Linked DNA regions of Zea mays: region 2 is linked to region 1. A link is a contact called in public Hi-C data. All regions are on one chromosome and are shown on one strand. The core of a region is the stretch at or near the end of the contact, and the rest is flanking DNA. Distances in the headings are between cores, read along the strand shown.

Evidence for each region. A called contact is a pair of places that touch in the nucleus more often than the background predicts.
Region 2: a contact with region 1 is called in a Hi-C map of ear, with 2.2 times the contacts expected there. The contact joins the promoter of LOC100194158 here to the promoter of LOC100283264 in region 1. A contact is called at or near these places in 2 of 25 Hi-C or Micro-C datasets (ear and tassel).

Annotation. Positions count from the first base shown.
Region 1 is chr2:113,359,520-113,364,071 of Zm-B73-REFERENCE-NAM-5.0, forward strand. LOC100283264 (cePP protein) reads right to left here and starts at 2,999. Exons shown (of 13, transcript NM_001412426.1): 1 at 2,766-2,999; 2 at 2,573-2,655; 3 at 1,874-1,931; 4 at 879-938; 5 at 142-271; 6 at 1-21. The coding sequence starts at 2,891.
Region 2 is chr2:113,712,742-113,717,085 of Zm-B73-REFERENCE-NAM-5.0, forward strand. It overlaps LOC100194158, which reads right to left and starts at 1,567. Exons shown (of 13, transcript NM_001359409.1): 1 at 1,359-1,567; 2 at 241-1,217; 3 at 18-156. The coding sequence starts at 1,209.

The DNA.
Region 1 (4,552 bases), core at 1,749-4,248:
TGATTTCTCCTCCAATTGGTTCTGCACAAACACCAAACATGGTTATTTTCTACTCCCCTAATTGATATCAACAAACATGTCATGATGTGACTAATTCCCATTCAATCAAAAGTCAACAAAAGCAAGGAACACATCTCATACCAAGACGCTCAATGACATTCGGTGACAAGTAGTCCGAAAGTTGTTTCCAATCTCCATAAGAATCTAAATTGTATGGTCCAAGTTGATCATCAAATTCAAAATGTCTTACAGCTTCTGAGTATCTGATATCCTACCAGAAAACAAAATTTAGTATAAGTAATAAAAAGCATCTGTGGAGCTTCAATGGGAGAAACACATAATCCTCCTTTCCACTTCGTGTTTCGCATATCATTTACCAATGGCAACAGACAAAATCAAACAAGTTCAGCATAAAATTCTCTAAATTAATCACATTTCATCTACTATGTTATTGTTGTCAGTATGTCACATTATTCCAGTTGAGTCCATCCATCTGGTGCCTTATTAGCAACATAAGTTAGCATTATATGGTTGAATTTGTAGGGGCAAAATGGTTACTGTGCATGAAGCAAAGACAAAATATAAGAATTTGAAGCTGCCACACTAACATATAGCGGTAATTGTCACCTAAATTCAGTACAATATAGTGTAATTTACTATGCAAAAAAGTTGAAAAATAAAACAAGAATAATTGTAGTAGAGCATGAATAATGATTCATGCAAGAATCAATGCAATACAGCTCACCCTGCCAGTACAGCTGGTTTGGTTTAATAATCCATTATCGTAACCTCAAATTTGCTACTAGCAATTGAACATGACAGCATAAAGCAGAAAGTCCAGCAATGACAAAAGATTCAAATAGTATTCAATATAGTACCTCTTCTTCTGATAATTTGATTAATCGTTCCTCTTGCACATCCCACTTTCGAACAATCACCTACAAAATACCAAATAGAAGATGTGTATATATGTAAAAAATATAGTTAAGTGGCATTAGTTGATACCTTTTTCCTGGCAAAAAAGAAACATTTATCCACTTGAATCTTCAGCATGGAATGGATTTTGTCACTTTTAAATTTGATTCTTTTTTCCCTTCTAGATCCTATTATTACACCACACTTTCAAGTGCATTTTTTATATATCAGTTTCATATTTATATATTTTTTTGCATTCATGTTGTAGAAGGAAAATTTGCACTTCCTCTTGTCCCTATCAAAAGGAAAATTTGAACAGGGACATAGGTTAAGAATTTGCAAATTGACAAATCCAGAAGAGAAAGTGGCATGAATTCCCTCCTATTCAACTAATTTGGCTGGAAAGCTGAGTTGATGGTATGTTTGGGTGTTATGCACAAATGTTTAGGACACAATAAAATAAATAAGGGAAGAAGAGAATAAAAAGCATCTAAATTGTGAAGCGAATATAGTTCGTAAATGGGCATGATAGAATAATTATATACCAAAACAGAAGAAGGCGCTACACATTGCTTCAAATGGATTAACTAGATACAAAATACTATAGACAATACATCCTTTTCTGTTTAGTAAATGAAAATAAAAGAAATACATGAAAATTAAAGTACAAAAATGGAATATTAAGATAAATATAAAGCATAGCATATTACTTTATGATTCACTATCTCAACCTCCTACCGAACTATAATAAAAGAAACATTAGTCATAACCTGCTAGATTTATTGATCAAGTCAACAGTTCATCCCAAATATATAAACAAGACAAATTTCCTTAGCATACAGGTGATGAACTGTCAATAACTAAAAGAATAGCATGCACTTTAATTCTATAAAGAATAATAGGTGCAATAACCTCTCTGCAGTCAATACACATGTTTCAGGCCAATAGGACGAAGTACCTCAGATTGGTGTGTAGTAAGAAAGAACCCGACAGTAGGTGCAAACTCATTCCCATGCCTAAAAGTGTTCAGATTTTGGACAAATTGTCAGCGCACTATATCATTCTCTAATAAATGAAGGCATGGCATTACAGATAGGGATCATTAGAACACATTGCAAATGGAAGTAAACCAAATGGAGCACTCACACACATTGAACCACTATATCACACAGCGCCAAACAGTTTTAAGAATTTTACAAGGCTAGATGAAAGCAATCAAGAGAAGAGGAAAGCAGCAGCAAACTGCTGCTTATCTAACACTACTCTATACACATGTTGTTGCGGTCCATGATTGCAGGAAGTGTTCGATTAGCATTCTGAGATTTTGTGTCATATACAGCAAAGGCACTTCCAAAGTAGAAGACTGTGACCACTCGATGTCCATGGTAAGAGTAGCATTACAGTAACTTATTCATGACAATTAAAAAGAAACTCAAACTCTAAGCAAGCTGTTGGCTTAATTCTGTAAAACACATCTAACTGACAAACTAGAACAATGGATATGTTGCACAACTGGCAGTAACTGATTCAAAAAACTGAACGGAATCATGTACTGAAAATTAGCTGGCATTCTATCATCTAAATTATTTCCCAATAGTTATAGTTGAAATGTTGCAAGAATCGGAACTTGAAGCTAGCGGATAGCCGAATACGATACCTGTTTGGGGAGCAGTAGTAGACGAAATGGGCTCCCGGTGGCACCATCTTCATCCCTTTGAACTTGGGTCCAACAGAGAACATCTGTTGAAGAACAAGAAGCAGGCAGAGATGAAAAGCCGTCACATTATTTGACGCACGCACCAAAACAGCTCGCTACGAAACCGGGTCGTTGGCGGCCAAATCCCACTGACCTGGGTATCGATTCCGAAGAGGGTGCGCTGGGGGACATCGAGGAGGAGGAGGGTGGCACCCTTCCGCACCAGCTCTGTTGCTACCTCCGGGTCCATCCGCGCCGCAGCACCGCCGCCGCTCGCCATGGCACTATGGCAGTAGCGCGCTCGTGCCGTCGTGCGAGAGCGCGAGTGTTCTGGAACGGGACAAGACGTCTTCAACCACGTGAATTGCTAGAAGCCCATAGTCTTCTTGTGTTGTGCCCATCTGACCCGTGGACTGAAATAGAAAGTTTGAAAATGGGCTTGGCCCATTCGCCTATAAAGTTGGGGCCCATAACACCCCTATAGTGTGTTACGTCCTCCCATCATCTGAAGTTCGCTTTCCACCGTTTGAGCAACTCTTCTCTAAAATAAAGCTATCTAAGACCATCTCCAATAGTTAGACCATCTCCAATAGTTATGTAAACAAGTCCCTAAATATAAATTTAACAAGTTTTCAAGAAAAACTCTACTCCAACAGTTACGTAAATTAGTTCCCTAAATTTACAAACTTTCTACGAAACCCAATTTTATCCCTACATTTACCAACCTTGTTGGGACTCACTAAATCTAAAAAACATACTTTTGCCACTGTTTTGCACTGTCCCATTGTCCTGTTAACCATAAATTCATCTCCAGCGCCCAGATATCTTGATGCCGCCACTGCTAGACAACCTCTTATGCCGAGACATCGTCAGAGCACATCCTGTGATGTCTTCACGGCATCATCGTGACCGTCTGGTCTTTCATTCATAACTTCGACCTCTCAAGACATCAGGGAAAGTTGTGATATTGATTTCTGCCGACAACTCAATTAAAAATAGAAGCATGCTCGCTTATTTTTTTGTTGACGTGGACTACTTTAAAAATTAGCAACCGATAAATAAGGAACTGCTGGAGCACATGCATTTTTCTACTCCTTAAAATGTTTTAGCAACTTCTTAAATTTATAATTTAGGGTGCTAAATTTATATAACTATTGGAGATGCTCTAACATTTTGTTTAGTAAGTTGCCAAATAGCTATTAGAAGAAAAAATTGGTCTCCAACAATTCTTAATATTTAGAGAGTAATTTAATTTTAAATCTAGTTTTGGTGGGTTCATTTACCAGAGTTATGTGCCCTAGTTAGAAATGGCAATGAATCGGGTTTAGGATTTAGGGTTTAGGGTTTTAGAGTTCATTGGAGAGTTACCTGCACACGACCACACGTGCGGAACATGTCCAAAATCATCCGCGACCACACCCGCGGGTAAAATCCCACACCCGCACCAGCCAGGTTTAGTGTAGGTTTTGGGTCCCTGTCGGGTTTCACAATTTTTATTCCACATTTTTCACAAGTGCACTCACCAGCGTGTGCCATTGAAGGAGGCAATGAACCGACAAGATTTTAAAAATCAGATTTAGAAGTGATCAACCAAACTGCACAGCAAACTGCAAATACGCTGTAATTTGCAAAGGAGCTGCAGGCTGCAACTGCAAAATTTAGAAGTGATCAACCAAACTGCACAGCAAACTGCAAATACGCTGTAATTTGCAAAGGAGCTACAGGCTGCAACTGCAAGGATCTGTGAGACTACCGGTGGGGTGCAGCATTAGCCTGGACGCTGGTATTGGCAGGTTGCGATTGCCAGTGGGGTGCGACGGGCGGCGGTGGATAGTGAGGGCGAGTGGCGGCGGGGCGGAGCCCAGGCTCCACGGCAGAATCAGTTAAATAGCCGGCTAATAGCGGCTATTTAGCCGGCTATAGACTTTCAGGAGGTCTGGA
Region 2 (4,344 bases), core at 317-2,816, 350 kb after region 1:
GGGATAATTATGGTTACCGTCATTGAGCAACGCGCAAAGATTGCAGCGCCATTTCCTTCCAGCATCTGCAAATGTCGCATAAGGATTTATATACGTCCTGCATCTTCGACAGCGAATGACACCGGCAGACCCAAAGTTGATAACTGGGACTTCATCCTGAGTAATGGGAAAGAAACGTATCAAGAAAAGGGACCATTCACATGAAAACATAAACAAATAAATACCTTAATAGCTCATTACCCCATCAGGTGATTCTGCAAGTGGGTGCACCACAGCTCCAAGAGGCAAATGCCACCTGGAGACCAATGACTGAGATGCCGGAATCGCATGGGTTGTCAGACGGAAGTACCTCGGGTGGCAATTCAATGGGTATGCCTCCATAAGCTTAACTGGTTCCTCGTCACCATCCAATGGCCTTGGCAGCCCTTTTACATCAACACCAGGGTCAAGTGACCCAGGCGTAGAGCTCAGTGACAGTGACTGGAAGTCCTCCACTAAGCTCTGAAGTGTGCCTCCGACTGGAGGCCCGGCACTTGGATAAGCTGCCTGATTACCAAATGTGGTAGCTGGTCCCATTGGAGGAGGTGGCATATTCTGCATTGGTTGTTGAAATGCTGGCCTTGACATTGAGTATTGAGGGTTCGCAGGTGGTGCACCAGGGTAATACCCTTGTGACTGTAGTGGCGGTGGCGGCCTCGCATATGTTGGTGGTGCAGGCAAAGCGCCTCCCGTGGGAGATTGTGGCTGCGCAAGGGATGACGGTGGAGGGCGAAAAGGTGCTGGTGTAGCAGCAAAAGGGCCCGTAGGCGGTGGTCCAGCAGCGAAGGGGCCCTGAGACGGTGGAGGGGAAGTAAAGGGACTCTGGGACGGTGGAGCGGAGGCAAAGGAGCCCTGAGACGGTGGCGCGGAGGTGAAAGAGCCCTGAGGCGGTGGCGCGGAAGCAAAAGGGCCGTGGGGCAGTGTGCCCGCACCGTAGGGGCCCTGCGACGGCGGTGGACCCCTGAACCCACCCCCCATTGCGGCGGGTGGTGCAGCCCCGAAAGCAGGCGCCGCAGCACCAGACTGAGGAGGCGGCACTCCCTGCCGCGGCGGCGGAGCGAACGGGCCACCGGCGGCAAACGGTGGAGGCGGGACAGCGGCGCCCGGCACGAAGGCTGAAACAGGGCGGCCGGGCGGCGTCCTCCTCTCGCTCCCCATCGGCGGCTGCATCGTGGAACCTGCGCAGTCGGGCGGCAGCGGAAGCGACATGAGAAATGAACTTTCTGACAGTCTGTGCGCGTGATCCGCGTGTTTCCCGATCGGATCCTTCCGCTGCGGCCGGATCTGGCGGAGCGGTGAGGTTCGGGGAGAGGACGTACCGGGATCGAAGGGTAGAGGCGGCGCTCCGGCGGGGGCGCCGAGGGGGTGGGGGCAGGCTCAGGGGCAGCAGCCGGATGCGGAGGAGGGAGAAGGAAGACGCGACGCGAAGCGAGGGTAAAAACGAACAAAAGAGAAGCAGACGTCTGCCGGCTTGGCTTCCTCCGTCGCTGTCGCTCAGCACAGTCAAATTTGTAAAACCGTTTTGTATCAAAAACATTAAGACCGAATGTACTATAGTTAATAGTGGCTAAAATCTAGAGACAATCAAACACCCTATCAAATAATTCAGCTATTAATTATTTTTAGTAAATTAATTAATAATAAGCTAGCTATTTGTTAGGTGGATAATTTCACTAGCAAATTTTTAGTCAAGTAACTATTAAATCTAGTACATTAAAACACTCCCTAAATTCGAGTATGTGGATTTTGTCGTTTATTGATGAGAGCATCTCTAACCAGATGACTTAAAATAATGCCTTAAAATTAAAATACTACACTATTTAAAATATTTAAGGCACTAAAACCAAATTGTGATCCATAATTGAGCCCTAAATCATGTATTTTTGGAAGTGAATCACATTATTAGGAAAAAATTTGAGAATGATGTAGAAAATAAAGATAGTGCATTAGTGTAGGAGGTAGTATGTTTGGGTCACTTGATGGAGTGTCCTATATTTTTGACAAAAAAATGTATAAAATAGTGTATTGTTGGAGTTGTTTTTTATGAGTTGAGTTCTATATCTCAACTTTGTGAACAGTACAAAACAATGATTTTGATTAAACTATGGATATATTGCTGCATATGGTCTTAAGGGCAGCTGAGCTAGCCAACTAATAAATGAATGCTTTGAGGTTTTTATTTATCTATATATTTTTCCTTGCTACACATTTCATAGAATAATAGGAAGAGCTCACCATCAAAATTGCAAACTAAGAGTTCACCATAAAAAATGCAAACTACTAACTCTGCATATAGTCAGTTGGTTCATGATCATGAATTTCAAATATAGTAAAATTCCTCCATTCTTCGCCCTTGTATCCAAATGACATTTTGTGATCCTCTTAGGCCGTCTCTAATAGGTTACCTATATGAGCGTGCAAAAACACTGTTTTGCTCTGTAAATTGTACTATTTATCAAATATAGTTTAAATATAACGATGGAGATGAATAAGCTACAGGAAATAGTCTTACATGACGCATTGCGTGCTAGAAATATTAGGCATTGGAAGATGGCTAGTTGAGGGTATCAATGATAAAGACGAAGTGGTAAGCGGAGTCAAGAACAAATATTTGTATAATCCACTGTCAATGGTTTACAACAGCTGCTACAAACTGAAACTAAACAGCCTGAAAAAAAATCATACATCATTAGTTAGAACTCTAATTTTGCCTCAACACAACAACCCCACAAAAGATTCATATCCCACCCGTGTGTCTTGAGCGCATCACCGAGGTTTGAAGGATGTGTCTCCACAATAATTTGGGGCATCTCCAGATGTTCTACTCTCTCCCGGCTCTTTAGACGCTGCTAGAGCCTCTGCATGCAAAGGGCTTTCCTTAGCCTTCTCGCCATGCCCTGGTTCTAAATCTTTTCCAGAGCCATCTGATGGTAAGCAACCGAGTTGCACATATCTGAAGCCATTCTTTCATTCTTTGGCATCCAACATTGCCACATTAAGATCAGTGTACTATGTGTTTCAACTTCAGGTCCATGTTTAGGATGAGATTGATAACCTGAGTCCCTGAATATGCACCTCACTAAGACTGCAAGGATTGTTCGATCATTTTTTGCATTTGAAAACAAGATCATTTTTTGCATTTGAAAACAAAAGGTGGCCACCGTCCTCGTTAAAACGATTTCAGACAGGGCATGCAGTTTCTGTTGGATCTTTTATGGGCTTGGCCCATTTATTAAATAAACTCTATGGTGTGTAATGGTGGAGAATACCAATAGTACCACATTGAAAGTCCAAGAGTCTTTTGCCTTGACTTATATGGTGGGATTTATTCCACTTAACTTGAGAAGTCAAGAAATGGACAAAGGCGTGCCACGCGCGCGCGCGCCGCCGGCGTGGCGTGGCGTGGTTGTGTTAATTTTTAGCACTCACTAACCGCGTACGTCAGCCGAGTGACCCTGTCTCTTCGTCAGCCAGCCGAGTGACCCTTCTCCTTCAGCTGCCGACTCATGACGTGACTCGGCGAGAGCTGGCCGACTCATGGCATAACTCGGCTAGAGCTGGCCGACTCTTGGCGTGACTCGACGACCTTTCTCCTTCAGCTTCCCTCTGCGAGAGGTTAAATAGAGGAGCACCCCTGTCACTCGGTACACGCGAGAAACACTTTCAGAATCACAGTTCAGCCGCCGAGTGAGGGTATTTCCATCTCGTGGCTCTGCGCGTACAGAGAGGCGAGAGGGCAGGTGCCTCCGAAGCCCTTGCCGTTCGAGACCCTGCTCGGGGGATCGGCAATTAGGTTTTTGGGGAGCGTCTTCGCGACTGCCCAACGTCTGTCGTTGTCTTCATCGCTGGTTCCTGTCGTCTTCATCTCGATCGGATGACAAGAGAAGTTGGTCAAGGATCAGGATCCTCGGAACGCATGGGAGGGTATGATCAATTCAGTTCGTTACTGTTTTATATTCTGCATATTATATATGTCGTATGTACCTCTGTTCTATCGTATTATGATATGTTATATCTGTCTGTCTTAATTGTACAGTCATCCTGTTTATATTGTTATCTGTTTATTTCCAGTTGTTCCGCAATAATCCATGAACCATGCTTATATACTTATTTTATTTATATGATTTACATGCTTCATATGCTTTGTGTTCTCATGATCCATATTGTTATGGATATTTTTGAGATCACGATCTCTATGGTTAATTATTTATTATATGTCATCATCATAAGGTTAATTTATAGAATTAAAATAATACGGAAAATGCCTATAATTCTAACAATCCAAAAACCTAATGTTAGGTATTT